Regions from separate parts of the Sus scrofa genome. Here region 2 is linked to region 1. Evidence: chromatin contacts called from public Hi-C data. All regions are on one chromosome and are shown on one strand. Each heading gives the region's core, a stretch centred on a gene start, on an enhancer-like site or on the middle of the called end of the contact. The rest is flanking DNA. Distances are from core to core; before and after follow the strand shown. Region 1 has its middle 49 kb from the start of KCNJ4. Region 2 overlaps BAIAP2L2 (brain-specific angiogenesis inhibitor 1-associated protein 2-like protein 2).

Evidence for each region. Hi-C and Micro-C count contacts between places; a contact is called where the count stands out from the background.
Region 2: a contact with region 1 is called in a Hi-C map of skeletal muscle, with 6 times the contacts expected there. The contact joins two enhancer-like sites. A contact is called at or near these places in 1 of 5 promoter capture datasets (liver), 27 of 47 Hi-C or Micro-C datasets (adipose tissue, alveolar macrophages, blood and 17 more) and 2 of 2 datasets of contacts at active chromatin or transcription factors (alveolar macrophages and skeletal muscle).

What each region holds. Positions count from the first base shown.
Region 1 is chr5:9,574,430-9,577,212 of Sscrofa11.1, forward strand. No RefSeq gene overlaps it. Among named protein-coding and RNA genes, the nearest start is that of KCNJ4, 49 kb to the left of the region's middle. Within about 2 kb of position 1,467, at least 7 of the 83 cell types and tissues checked have an H3K27ac peak or open chromatin away from gene starts, as enhancers often do. A contact at or near this core is called in skeletal muscle, where this site is marked.
Region 2 is chr5:9,787,935-9,790,798 of Sscrofa11.1, forward strand. It overlaps BAIAP2L2 (brain-specific angiogenesis inhibitor 1-associated protein 2-like protein 2), which reads left to right. Exons shown (of 14, transcript XM_003126055.6): 6 at 1-23; 7 at 167-313. Among named protein-coding and RNA genes, the nearest start is that of SLC16A8, 10 kb to the right of the region's middle. Within about 2 kb of position 1,452, at least 36 of the 83 cell types and tissues checked have an H3K27ac peak or open chromatin away from gene starts, as enhancers often do. A contact at or near this core is called in skeletal muscle, where this site is marked.

The DNA.
Region 1 (2,783 bases), core at 217-2,716:
ACGGAGCGAGGTCAGGGACTGAACCCACGTCCTCATGGGTACTAGTTGGGTTTGTTACTGCTGAGCCATGACGGGAACTCCCAGGGTCAGGTGTCTCTGAACTCCATACCCTTCCTGGTGCCAGAGCACAGTAGAGGCTCAGGCAGGATCGGCTAAAGGGATTGGTTTTAAGCAGCTTTCCCGTCCACCCTCTTAGTTCAGTGGGAACAAGTGGGGGAGGCGGAGAGAGGTGTCAGGAGCCCTGGGTTCCTGCTGGGCAAGATCTGCTGTGTGCCCTCAGCAGCCAAGTGTCCCCTCCTCTGGACTTTGGTTACGAACTTCTAGGAAGTGTGGTCTCCTGGGAGTCAATCCCCCAGGACACGCTGGGTCAGAGGACAGTCGAGGTGGGGCCGAGGGAATCATCCAGGGCTGTGACCTGAGGCCAGGGCACCCTTGTTGACAGAACCGAGGCCATCGTCAGTCCCCGAGGCGGAGTTTTCTGGGCACTCACACTCACACACCCCCAGAGCTATGCCCAGCACTTGGCTGAACCCGCCCGGGTTGGCCGGAATGCCAGGGAGGGGCCAGAGCTTCGTCACTACTGCTGCCACCACCGTCATCTTCGTCGCTACTGTCACCGCCTCCCCATCATCATTAAGAAGTTCAAAGAATTTCCTTCTCGCGGGGACCCACCTCTGGCTGGAGAGAAGCCTGCTCTCTGTACACACAGGGGGCTGGACAAGAAGACCTTTCTAGACCCCCGGGAGGGAAGCCCCTATGCCTCTTTGACCCTGACCTCCTCAGGGCACAAGGGAGGGAAGGGACCCCAGTTTACCGAGTGCCTGGTATATGCCAGGCACAGGGCCCTATCTCCATGAACTTCAGACAGGATCCCTTCCGCATCTGAAGTGGCGGCTCAGAGAGGTCAAGGTTGCACAGTTACAAGTACACGGCGGGTGGGGGTGGTGCTTGAACCCAAGTCTTCTTGCCATCGGTTTGCTGGTCCCCCTGCCTGGTGACCCCAGGCGCGGTGAGGCCAGGCAGCCTAGTTAGGAGCCAGGCTTGAGATCCTTCCCGCCTGCATTCAAAGCCACACCAGCCTCTTACCAGCTGCGTGACCTTGAACAAGGCACTGGCCTCAACACCAGGGTTCTCCAGACGTTAACTGGCAATACTGACAGCACCAGCTCCCAGGAAGGCCTGAGAGCTGGGTCAGCTGGTGGAGAGCTTGTAGATGGAGCCAGGTGCACAGCGGGCACTCCCTAAGCATCGGCCTCAGAATCATCATTTCCCTGCCAGGCCAACGCCTCCTCCTCCCTCGGTATCTTCCAGACTAACCCCCCAGGCCAAACTGCCCTCTCCCTCCCGGGTAGCTTCCCTCGCCCTGCAAGGAGAGGGCCAGTCACCTCCCTCCAGCTCCTCACCCCAGCCCCTGCCCCTCCTGTGAGCAGCGAGCTGGGTGTCATGCCAGGCCCCTCCGAGGCCCCACCCAGGACTAGCCTTGGCAGGCCCTCCAGTCTGCTGATGCGCGAATGCGTGAGTCCATATCCATTTCCTCCTCCCACTCCTGCCGGCCACCTCCTCATCTCCCAGGATTTTGTGGAATCTTCCCTGACCTTCTGCTGCCCCATCTCACAGCTCAGGCCACAGGCCCTGCCATCCTCCCCAGCCCTCAGCCCTCTACCCTTCAAGCACAGGAGGAGGCCCTCCCTAAGATCTCTCCACTGCCCCGCACACCCCCTGGCCTCCGCCCGGCCCTACAGGAGCTTGGAGTCCTGATGGCCCCCTACCCACTGGCTGTGTGATTTTAGGTGAGGCTCCACCCCTCTCTGAGCCCCAGGGAGGTCAGCTGTAAAGAGAGGTGAAGAATCTACTTCTCAGAGCTCCCGTTGTTTCTCATCAGGTTAAGAACACGACTGGTATCCATGAGGACGCGGGTTCAATCCCCGGCCTCGCTCAATGGGTTAAGGATCCAGCATTGCTGTGAACTGCGGTATAGATTGAGGATGCAGCTTGGGTCCTGTGCTGCCGTGGCTGTGGCCTAGGCTGGCAGCTGCAGCCTTTGATTCGACTCCTAGCCTGGAAACCTCCATACGCTGCACTGCAGCCCTGAAAAATAAAATAAAATAAAATATAAAATAAAATAAAATAAAATAAAATAAAATAAAATAAAATTGCAAACTGTAAAGGCAGTTGCGTTTTAGAGCTATGTCATAGTGGGTGTTAGATGCTGGCTCGCTGGATTGGGAGTGGAGTGACGGGGGACTCAGGGTATAATCCCACCCTATGTCAGTTAGAAACCCCCTCCCTTCTCTCAGAAGAACCCAGTGGGAGGGAGGCTTTGGAGTCAGAAGACCTGGGGTCAGTTCAGTTGAATTCATGCCTGCGCTGGCCCATGCCCCCTGCTTTGGGCTAAGACCGGCGCCAAGCCCTGAGACCAGGTGAATCTGCAATCCCTGTCCCCAAAGAACTGAGAGCCTGATGTGGAGACAGTTCTGGAACCCTTTTACCATCACCAGTGAGAGCCAGGAAGCCAGGCAAGGAGGCGTGACTGCTGTGAAACAGGGGAGTCGGGGGTCCTCGGGGAGGGGGGGCGGTTCCCAGAGGAAGCAGTTGCTGTGCAGAGTGAACCTGAAGTGGTCAGCGTTCTCCATCGCCCCCCGAACTCCCTGGTAAGGTCTTGAAAAGCCTCAGAGAGGAGGCAAATTCAGTCTTGAAAGAATCGGCCATGATTCAATCAAAAAATAATCCCATTAATTTAGGCAAAGAACCACTTAATTGAATTTCTTTCCAAATCCAGGCCT
Region 2 (2,864 bases), core at 202-2,701, 210 kb after region 1:
ACAAGAACGCACGGGAGATGAAGGTGCAGGGGCTGGGCGCTCAGGGAAGGCCTCCAGAGGGAGGCGGCTGGTTCAGGAAGGAGAGAGACTTCAGACAGCTGGCACTGACGGGGGGCGGGGTGAGGGACCCACCCTCTGCCTCCAGCCAGAATCCCTTTTCCTCCAGGAGAGCGTGAACCGGCTGCATGCGCAGATGCAGGCCTTCGTGTCTGAGAGTCAGCGGGCAGCTGAACTGGAAGAGAAGCGGCGCTATCGCTTCCTGGCCGAGAAGCACCTGCTGCTTTCCAACACCTTCCTGCAGTTTTTTGGCCGGGTGAGCTGGGGCTGGGGATGGGGGGCGGCTGATGGCGCCCTCTAGGGGCTGCGCCCAGGAACGCCCCTCCCGGCCTCCCTTTTCCCTTCTTCCACTATGTAGGTATTTATTTTCTCTCTCCATCGATTTCTTTCTTAATTGGTTTCTGTGTTTATTTGTGTCATCAGATAGTCATTCATTTGTTGAGCTATGATTTTTTTAATTCTCACATTCATTAACTAGCTCATGCATTTATTCATTTAAGTGTGAACCATTTACTTTTTCATTCTTTACATACAGTCCCGATTCACGAAATGATTAACTCGTAGGTTTACTCAATTATTGTCTATTAATTTTATATTATTTAAATCTTCTATGCTCTTGCTTTGTTCAGTCCGCTAGACAATCGTGTTTATAATGGATTTCACTTTCTGCCTTTAGCTGCTATGGGGTTTGTGCCTGGACTATTATACCTTCTCTGTAAATATTGGATTTACTTATTTAATATCGCTCAAAAACCAGTCTGATTTTTTAATGATTTTTATCTTCTCCATTATAGTTGGTTTACAGCAGTCTGATATTTTTAATTCCACATTATCTGACATTAATATTGCGCTTCCTACTTGCTCTTTTCGTATCTTTTAAATGTTTTGTTACAAAGATATAGCTCAGTTTTTATTTTTGACCCGTCTGACAATCTGCGTCTACCAGTAAAAGAATTCAGTCCATTCTCGTTTAACGTAATAACTAATATACCTTCTTTATTCTTTCTGAATAACTTGATTAACTATATTTACTTTATCATCTCTTTTTCTCCCATTATTGTTCTTGTCAGCTGAACTGTGCATTTCCCGGTCAACTTTAATAATACAATAGCCAGTAATTTTACCAACAAAAGCAAGTTTATTCAGGAAAAGGCAAAGGAATTGCAATTCAGAATATGCTAACCGTCTCAGACCATGGGCAAACCCAGAGAACAAAGTTGGAGGGCTTCCTTTTATGGGGAAGAGAGGGTAGTGGGGAGGGGCTGTAATAACCAAAAAGTCCATTGGAGGAAGCCGGAAGTCCAAAATATGGAGGTTTCTCATTGGTTGAGCTGGGGCAGTCTGATTGGCTGGGCTTTCACAGGGATGGGGGTTGGAGGGAGAAATAGTCCGCGGCTGCCGGATGGTAAAGTAGGCAACACCCTCCCGTAAGAAATGAAGCCTTGCGTCTCTTTCTCCTTGGAATAGTCAAAGATGCCTGGCAGGGCATGAGAGCTCCCCCTAGGGGCCTGTCCCTGCTCCAATTTTAGTTGAGATTTGTTTAATTAATTCCACATCCATCTCCACTGTATTAATTCGGAAATTCTACTGTTCTTTTCATCTCAGCTCAGGATAGCCTCACTCTGTGACCTTCAAAATCACATATGTTTGTCTACTATCTTTTTCAAAAAATACCGCCCCCCGCCTTGGTCCATGGCTCCCGTCTCTCCATAATATTGAAGCTATTCCTGCCCTCCCTGGTACTCTAAGATGAGGCTTGCAAAGTCTTTACGCCTCCTCTCATCCTTCCTAACCCCTGCTTCTTGGTTTTGCTAAGAAACTTGGGGATTTTTTAGTTCCAGACCTTCAGTAGTCATTTTTGGCAGGATAGCCCTTCTATTTCAAGAATTTGTGCTTAGATTACATATATGACCATCGCCGGTGCTCCACGATCCTCCACGAACATTTCACTGCACATATGATCAGATCCACTGCTTACCACTATTTTCAATCCTTTTCACCTCCCACTATCTTGACGTTTCTGTTTTGATTCATTGGTGTGGCTGGAGAACTTGCATAAGTATTTTCTGCAGATACACTATCTGAGTCCTTGCATCTCTGCGAATGTCTCACTTTAACCCTCACTGGTGAGGAGGGGTGTAGTGGCCGGTCGAAGGACTCCAGAGCTTCAGGCTCTTTTCTCTTGTGGTTCAAGAGGATTTGCCCCTGATTTCTAGTGCTGTGTGTTGTCAATGCTAAGTCAGGTGCTGGCCTGTCTCCTTTCCCTTTGAAATAACTGGCTCTTTCTCTGTGGATGCTTGGAGATTTTCTTTGCGTCCTTGGAACTCAGGAACTTGTCCGGGAACCACCTAACTGAGCTCTGGGTCGATGCCCCTTCAGCTTGCGGGTTCAAATCTTTCTTCAGATCCGGGGAGCTCTTTCCTCTTCTGTTTCTTCAGTTGTTCTCTCTCTGCCATCATTTCTTTTTCTCCTGGAACTCCAGTCATTTGAACCTTCACATTTATAACCACCTTCTCCCTCACCATTCATTTATTCTTGCTCTGTATTTTGAGATATTTCTCCCCCTTTGACCTACAGGCTGCTGATTCTGTTTGCAAGAGAACTGTCCTCTCTCTAGTTCGTTTTTCAATTTTAAATCTGACAGTCGTGCTTGGGGAGTTCCCTGGTGGTCTAGTGGTTAGGACTCAGTGTATTCACTGCTGCATCCCAGGTTCAATCCCTGGTCTGGGAACTGAGATCCCACATCAACCTGCTGCACACCACAGCAGCGCCCCCCCCCCAAAAAATAGCATGCTTTGTCTGGGTAA